Linked DNA regions of Mus musculus: region 1 is linked to region 2. A link is a contact called in public Micro-C data. All regions are on one chromosome and are shown on one strand. The core of a region is the stretch at or near the end of the contact, and the rest is flanking DNA. Distances in the headings are between cores, read along the strand shown.

Region 1 (3,912 bases), core at 105-2,604, 160 kb before region 2:
GGCTTGGAAGTGCACATGACAGTGCAGAATGAGAAATGGGGTTAGTGGTCAAGCCCCGGTGGCAGGCCACTTTTGATTTGAGCCCTTACTTCACAACTTAGACGACTTGCTTCTCTTTCCAGAAGCTTCAGTTTTCTCATCGGTGCAATGGGGCCAAAGTGGGGGTAGGGGAGCCACGATCTCAGGACTTAGAGAGAGGCTGTTACTGGCTAAGAAGCCCTGTTTCTCGGTGTCTTAACATTGACAGTTGTCACCACTGTTCTGTCCTGTAGGATGTGACCTTGTTTGGATCTCTTCTTCTTTCCTGGGATTTTATCCTTGGATTCATTGAAGGCGGATCAAGCCCCTTCTTCCTTCCTTCCGGCTTTTGCATTTGTAGTTCCCCTTAGTGGGACCACTCTTTCTCCACCTGGCACTTTCACATTCTTTTGTGTTCATGCCACCCAGGAAGGAGAGGCTTCCCCCTCAATCTCAGACTAGAGTAGAATGCATCCGAAACATCTTCATGTCTAATTGTTTTCATATCTCTTATCATCATCATCTGTTATATTGATTTTTTTCTTATTCGCATTAATACAGGTTCCCAGAGGAATCTTTGCTCCGTGGAGCATCCCCGGCCCCAGGACCCGTAACTGCCACTTTATCATAAATGGTGTCTGGAATGAATGGATGAGTGAGGGCGAACACGAATGCCCCGGCCTCTGCATCCTTGCTCTGCTGCAGCGGCGGGCTACCTGGCTATTCACACATTGTCCACCACCCCTCGATCCCCGCGTGGGGAGCTCGCACGGGAACCAAGTCGTACTAGCGAGCCGCTTCCTGCCAGCATGGGCGGCGGCCGCTCGAGGATCTTGCGGCTAGAGTGCTCGCGCGTGAACCCCGCCCCGCCCCGCCCCGCCCCCACATCCAGGCCCCGCCCCACAGATGCGCTCCCCGGACTGTAGGCCCTGCCCATTCCCGCCCCCTTGCCTCAGGCCACGCCCTTCTCTCCTCCCCGTCAGGCCTCAGGCTCAGGCTCCCGCAAAATGCTTGTTATGCTCCCGGCCCCGCCCTTATCCCCCTCCCCATCAGACTTCAAGCCCGGTCCCCGCCGGTGTTCTCAGGCTCGCGGAGGCACCCTTAACATCAGGCCCCGCCCTCGTCCGGCCCCCAGTTTAGGCCCCGCCCTTACTCGGTCCCCATCAGGCCTGCCTCAGGTCTGGTACCTCCATCTGCTCCTCAGACTGCGGCCCTTGCCCTCGCCCCGCCCTCAGCATCAGACCCCGCCCCTCACCCCGCCCTCCTAACAGGCCCCGCCCCGCCCGCCTCGCCCCCGCCGCTGAGCTCCTCTGGTCGTCGGCCCCCTCCCGCCTCATGTGGCCCGGCCCGCGGCGGCCGGCGGCTGAAAGCGGCGAGGCGGCGGCGCGCGAAGCCCGGAAGGCGGCGGCCGAGGCCCAGGCGGCGGACCGGAGCGGCGGGAGCGGGGCCCGGGTTGGCCCTCGAGCGGCCGCCGGCTCAGCATGCGCGCCCGCCGGGGGCTGCTGCGGCTGCCGCGCCGCTCGCTGCTCGCCGCGCTCTTCTTCTTCTCGCTGTCGTCCTCGCTGCTCTACTTCGTCTATGTGGCGCCCGGCATAGGTAGGAAGGCGACCCTGCGGCCACCCCACGCCTCTTCCCGCTGCGGCCCGCGCCGCCGCCCCGGCCGACCCCGCGCTCCGTGACTCGCCGTTTCCTGCCGCGCCACCCCGCAGCCCGCCCGCACACGCGGCCTCCTCCCTGACGCAGCCGCCCGCGCCCTCCGCGGCCGCGCGTTGGCTGCCCAGACCCGGCGGGGCTGCGGGCTGCGCGCCCCTTTCCCCTCCCCCCCCTCCTCCCTGGAGCCCGCCGCTCGCCCGCCGCTCATAGCGGACCCGACCTGCTCTGGGGACCGATGGGAAGTTTGAATTGGCCATGGAGGAGGTGCTGTGACAGGGGCCTTGAAGAAGCGGTGCCAGGTGGAAGGGAGGGGGGGGTCGCCCAGAGAAGAAACGGAATGGGTAGCAGTTCTCCAAGGTCCGCCCTTTAGAGGGGGAGACCGCCTGGAGAGAAAACGAGCCCTTCCCGGAACAGACTGGACGCTGATGAGAAGGCAAAGGCAGCGAGAGGGTTAAAGGCAGAGGACACTGAGGTCAGATGTCCTGTATGACCTTGGGCCCTCAGCTTCTCTTCTCTGTAAAATGGGGACACGAATCCCAGCCTTTAAAGGACAGAGGGCCATAAATGCCCTTTAAGCTTTTCTCCCTATAGCGGACGCCCAACGTCTTCGAAATAAATACATACATAATAAATAAATATTCGCTGTTACAGGTAGTTTGGGGGACAGAAGGAAAGAGTTTTAAGGAATGCGACTTGCCTCCCTTAGTGTGGTCTTGGAGTGCTAGTGAAAACTTCAGCCCTTGGTGAAAAATGAGAAGATGCTGTTGGGGGTGGGGCCGAGGGCGAGAATTCTGGATGGTTGGGATGGGTGCCGCTTAGGGGAAGTGCCTTTGAGATCGGAGTAGTAAATGCTGGTGTTCCCTGTTGACCTGGCAACTCTGAACTGGCAGAGAAATTTCCAGAGAAAGAGGGAGAGAGGGAGAGAGTCTCTCCCCTGATTATTTTTTTTTTTAAAGCTTGTTTCACTTGATGTTTAAAGTTGGTGTTTCATGCTGTCAGCCTGACCTGGGAAGATGGAAAAGCTAACTTGAGACTGTCCTCACTGATTTGGTGAGTGGCATTCCACCAGGGATGTATAATTATTGTGGCTTGTTAGGCTTGCTAAGTAGAAGGGCAGGAATTCTGGCTGAACAAGAATAGATAACTAATTAGTGAAATTAATTGAGAAGAGAGCTCATTAGCGAATAGGATATTAGATTCTCACAAAATGAGAGTGAAGTGATAGGTTTAAACCTGCAGGCATCTTCCAGCCAGACCCTCTATTTTTCTTCCTTTTGTGAAAGTGACAGGTGTTTCTGGTCTGGGTCTGTGTATCTCCTGTATCTCCATGGTGATCAGCCTTTTTCGATGAGAAAGAATAGAAGCCAGACTCTTCAACAGAAATGAAACTTACTTCAGATTTCTCTGTGGTAGGTCAGTGAAGCTCCTGTGTACGCCACCACCGCCACCACCAAGCTTAGAATCCCAAACCCTGTGTCACTGCAAGACTCAACTCTCTTGAGATTTCATTAGTGACTTTAGAAGTGTTTGAGAGAACAGATCCATTGCTATTCAAAGTCTGTTGGCAAAGAATAGGACCAGCAGTGCTGGGATGTGGCTGGGTGGTAGAGTGGTACCTAGCATTGTGCAAGGTTCTGGGTTTGATTCCTGACACAAACCAGAAAAGGGGGTGGAGGGGAGTGGTAAAGAGGAGACATCTTATAGTTCACATCCCTTCACTTACAGTTAACTATTTGACTGTTTCATTTATCCTGCCTTTAAAAAAGACATGTATTTTATGTGTGTGTCTGTTGTGTATGCATGTGTATCTGTGTGCCACATGCATTCAATGCAGAGGACATTGGAGCCTCTGGAACTGGAGTTACACATAGTTAGGAGCCACCCTGTTGGTGATAGGACCCGAACCTGGTTCTTCCGCAAGAACAGCAAGTGTTTTTCTTTGCTGAGCCATCTTGCCAGCCTCTTCCATGCCTTTCTTGTTAACAAACTTAATTTCTCAAATGTCTAGCTTCCTATTGTGCTGTGGTAAATCTTTCCCAAAGGTTAAAGAAGTTTAGAGAATGTAAGGGTTTATGTTCCTTAGGACATAAAAACCTTATTTGAGATTGTTATAAAAATGAGTTTAAACTGTGTATCATGATCATGGTACACACCTCTAATCCTAGCATTTGGGAGTCAGAAACAAGAGGATCTCAATGAGTTTGAGGCCAGCCTGGTCTACACAGTGAGTTCCAGGACAGC
Region 2 (3,650 bases), core at 4-2,503:
GGCCGCCGCCGAGCCGAGCCGGAGCCCGAGGTGGAGGCGGAGGCGCCGCCGATCGCCCGGGCCGCGCCGTCCCTGCGCCCCGCAGAGCGCCCCGCCCGCGCCCCGCAGCCCCGGCGCCGCCCTCCCGCCCGCCCGGCCGGCCCGGGTAGGCCTAGCCCGGCCCCGGGACCGCCGCTGCCGCGGGCGGGGGCGCGGGCGGGCGGCCGGCGAGATGCGCGCGGCGCGGCCCCGGGAGGCGGCCACCCTGGGGGTGAGTGTGGCGGGGTAGGGGGGTGGCGCGGGCCCACCCCGGGGCTGGGGGCGGGGCGTGTGCCCCGCGGGCTGTAGGGCCCGGGAACCCCCCGAAATCACCGGTGCGTGGCGGGAGGAGGGCACGCTCCGAAAGGCCAGAAGATTCCGCTGGTTTCCCCGCCTCCCACCTCCCCCACCCCTTCTCTTCCGAGCCCGGGCAAAGGCGCAGAACCCGGAGTTATAAAAAGCCATCGCCGGGAGGAGCGAGGAGGAGGAGCGGGAGGAGGGGGAGGAGGAGAAAGAGAGGAGGAGGGGCAGGAGGGGAGCACCGAGCAGGCGGATCCCGAGGACTCCGCGCCCCTCCTGCGCTAGAGTGGGGAGGGGGCGCACAAGGAGGTGCAGACCCCGCTGGCTTGGCTCCTTCGACCCTCACCTGGTCTCCGGAGCGGTCTCGGGTCCTGGTGTTGTGAGGAGTGGGGTCGCCCCAGGACAGGGCAGCCTGGTGGCCTCCGACAGGTGGGCATCTGGTAGCCTCCACAGTCCTCACTCGGCCCAAAATCTTCTAAGATTTAGAAAAAGCAAGCCCAATGCCATCGTTATGCTCCCACCCAAAATCTTGACTATCTTGGGGTGGGAGGAGATGAGAACTCACTAAAGAGAGAAAGAAAGTTCTCCCTGCCTCTCCCTTGCCTCCCAATTGCGGGGGCCAGGTTGGGCTCTCCAGCCCGAGAGCAGGGAGTTTCAGCACTCGACGGGACGGACAGCGCCCCGGGCGGCCGGATTGCGCCAGGGCGGGGGTGGGGCTTCCTGGGAGCCTCCTGGGGGCCTCTCCCGCCTGGAGGGCCACCCCTCCCTTCGTCCTGGGGTGGGGCTGACTTCAGCACCGGCGGGAGGAACAGCAGCCATCCGTCCTCCCTTCCCCCCCCCCCGCCCCCCAACTCCCCTGAGCCGCTTAAGCCTTGGGAAGGTCAAGGCCGGTAGGGGACCCTGGGGGAGGGGCCTCACAGTACGGTTCGCTGACCCGTGTCCGCTTTCGCTTTCTGCCTCGCAGCCGTCGGGATGGAGGTGAGACGGTAGCCGCGACGCCCGCCCTCGCGCACCCCTGCACCACAGCGGCCTGCAGAGCTCCCCGCCCCCCGCCCCCGCGGCAGCGGGCCTTGCCGTCGAGTGACAGCGGCCTGGGGGGGCAGGGGGGGCGGGGGCGGCCAGACCAGCGATGCCGGCGGGCATGACGAAGCATGGCTCGCGCTCCACCAGCTCGCTGCCGCCCGAGCCCATGGAGATCGTGCGCAGCAAGGCGTGCTCGCGCCGGGTGCGCCTCAACGTCGGGGGCCTGGCGCACGAGGTGCTGTGGCGCACTCTGGACCGCCTGCCTCGCACGCGGCTGGGCAAGCTCCGGGACTGCAACACGCACGACTCTCTGCTCCAGGTGTGCGACGACTACAGCCTCGAGGACAACGAGTACTTCTTCGACCGCCACCCTGGCGCCTTCACCTCTATTCTCAATTTCTACCGCACCGGCCGGCTGCACATGATGGAGGAGATGTGCGCGCTGAGCTTCAGCCAGGAGCTGGACTACTGGGGCATCGATGAGATCTACCTGGAGTCCTGCTGCCAGGCCCGCTACCACCAAAAGAAGGAGCAGATGAACGAGGAGCTGAAGCGGGAGGCTGAGACGCTGCGGGAGCGGGAGGGCGAGGAGTTCGACAACACGTGCTGTGCTGAGAAGAGGAAGAAACTTTGGGACCTGCTGGAGAAGCCCAACTCATCGGTGGCCGCCAAGGTGAGTCTGGAGTCTGTTTCCCCCCATGGAGGCCTACACAGAGGCTCCTGGCTCCTCACGATGAGTATACCGGTTAAAAGGCAGGGGCTCCAAGCGAGTTCTCCAAGGACTACTACTCTTAAGAGGCACCCTTCCCATGTGATTCAGTACGGTGTACCCCTACTTTGTTGGGGGGAAATGGTTTATAAAACTCTAAAATGCTACGGCCTTGGTGAGAACAGAGTCGAGCTTTGCTGGATAGTCTTGGTGCCTCCAGGCCTGGATACATACTAGAATAGCCTGCCCTGCAGATGTAACATCTAGCCCTGAATTATAACCCCACTCTGCTCATAAGGAAGGGTATAAACACAGCCTACCGACACGCCTGGCAGAGGCTGAGGCACCCACAGGTATTTTAAGAGATGACAAAAGACAGGGAAGGCTAGTGGTAAGGACAGGTCTGCCCCAAGGCTCGGGACAGCGGGTGAGAGGACCAGGCTGGCTCCTTGTTTATGTACTTGCTGTGTGGTGCAGTTTGCACTTGGCTGTTGGAGGAAGATGTAAATTTCCAAATCAGAGCAGAAAATAGGCCTGGGGAAAGAGGCAGGGTGAACTTGTTCACACAGGGTGGGCTGCTGGGCACAGGAGGCAGCCAGCCTTGGGGACCAGCAGAGGCTTGGGGTGAGGACCGGGACAGGTGCAATTCCTCTGAGTCAGGCTGGCACCTCAGCGTGTCTGGAGGGTGAGGCCTGCCTCACATGGCCTGTGTCCTGGGTGCCAGGAGTAAATGACAGCTCAGCATGCTCAGGGCTGCATGGGAGGCTGGGAAGGGGGCCCAGAAAAGAGATGTGTGGGAATCCAGAGAGATCAAGTTTGGGAAGAGACAAGATAGTCTCTGAGAGCTGAGTCCAGGAACGAGGACCAGAGGCAAGTGACCAAGATCGCCTGTTCGGCCAGCCATCCTTTAGAAGCATGGCCTGGCTTTTGGCTAGCTTGGCCTCTCAGTGTGGAGTCTTTGGTGGCTCAGCTGGCCCCTCACTGGTCCCTTCTCTCAGGGGACTCTGTAGGGTTGTTTGCAGATAGTTGACTTGCTCAAAAAGGCTGCAGTCGACACAGGAAGGGTGTCTAGTAGGACAGCAGATAGAGCCCATAGTCATTTTTCTCTCGCCTCTGGGCTTGGTCTCCTCCTGGAAGGCTGAGACCATAATCCTTCCCCAGTTTCCGTGTCCAGAAAGCCTCCCTCTAAGACGAAAGGTACTCGTCCTTAGCCGGCTTAGGATCAACAGACTTATTTTGCTATTTCTAGGCCTGACACAGGTTTCCCCCACGGCTCAGCCCATTGAGGCCCAGGTAGGCCCCTCCTTCCTCACCTGCCCTGTCCTTAAGACACTGGATCCAGGGACAGGAAGTGGGGATTTACCCTCCCCTGGAAGAAACAGACAAAGGGCTGGGTTTGTGTTGGCACCTGGCTGCGGGGCAAAAAAAACGAGTTGTCTTGCAAGAGGCAGCGTGTGGGAATAAACCGTCTTTCCTCCTCTCGCTCAGCTTAATCGGCTCCCCCCCAGCCCCCCCCCCACGCCATCCCCCACCCCCTGCAGCAGCAGCAGCATCATGACCTCGCTGTGATCCCAGGCTGGGCTGTCAGCTCATATTCTTG

Evidence for each region. A called contact is a pair of places that touch in the nucleus more often than the background predicts.
Region 1: a contact with region 2 is called in a Micro-C map of embryonic stem cells, with 1.9 times the contacts expected there. The contact joins the promoter of B4galt5 here to the promoter of Kcnb1 in region 2. A contact is called at or near these places in 1 of 39 promoter capture datasets (embryonic stem cells), 2 of 484 Hi-C or Micro-C datasets (both in embryonic stem cells) and 2 of 9 other capture datasets (adipose tissue and pancreatic islet).

Annotation. Positions count from the first base shown.
Region 1 is chr2:167,346,620-167,350,531 of GRCm38.p6, reverse strand. It overlaps B4galt5 (UDP-Gal:betaGlcNAc beta 1,4-galactosyltransferase, polypeptide 5), which reads left to right and starts at 1,354. Exons shown (of 9, transcript NM_019835.2): 1 at 1,354-1,614. The coding sequence starts at 1,500.
Region 2 is chr2:167,186,421-167,190,070 of GRCm38.p6, reverse strand. It overlaps Kcnb1 (potassium voltage gated channel, Shab-related subfamily, member 1), which reads left to right and starts at 1,253. Exons shown (of 2, transcript NM_008420.4): 1 at 1,253-2,014. The coding sequence starts at 1,448. It also overlaps a transcript of 1110018N20Rik not described here.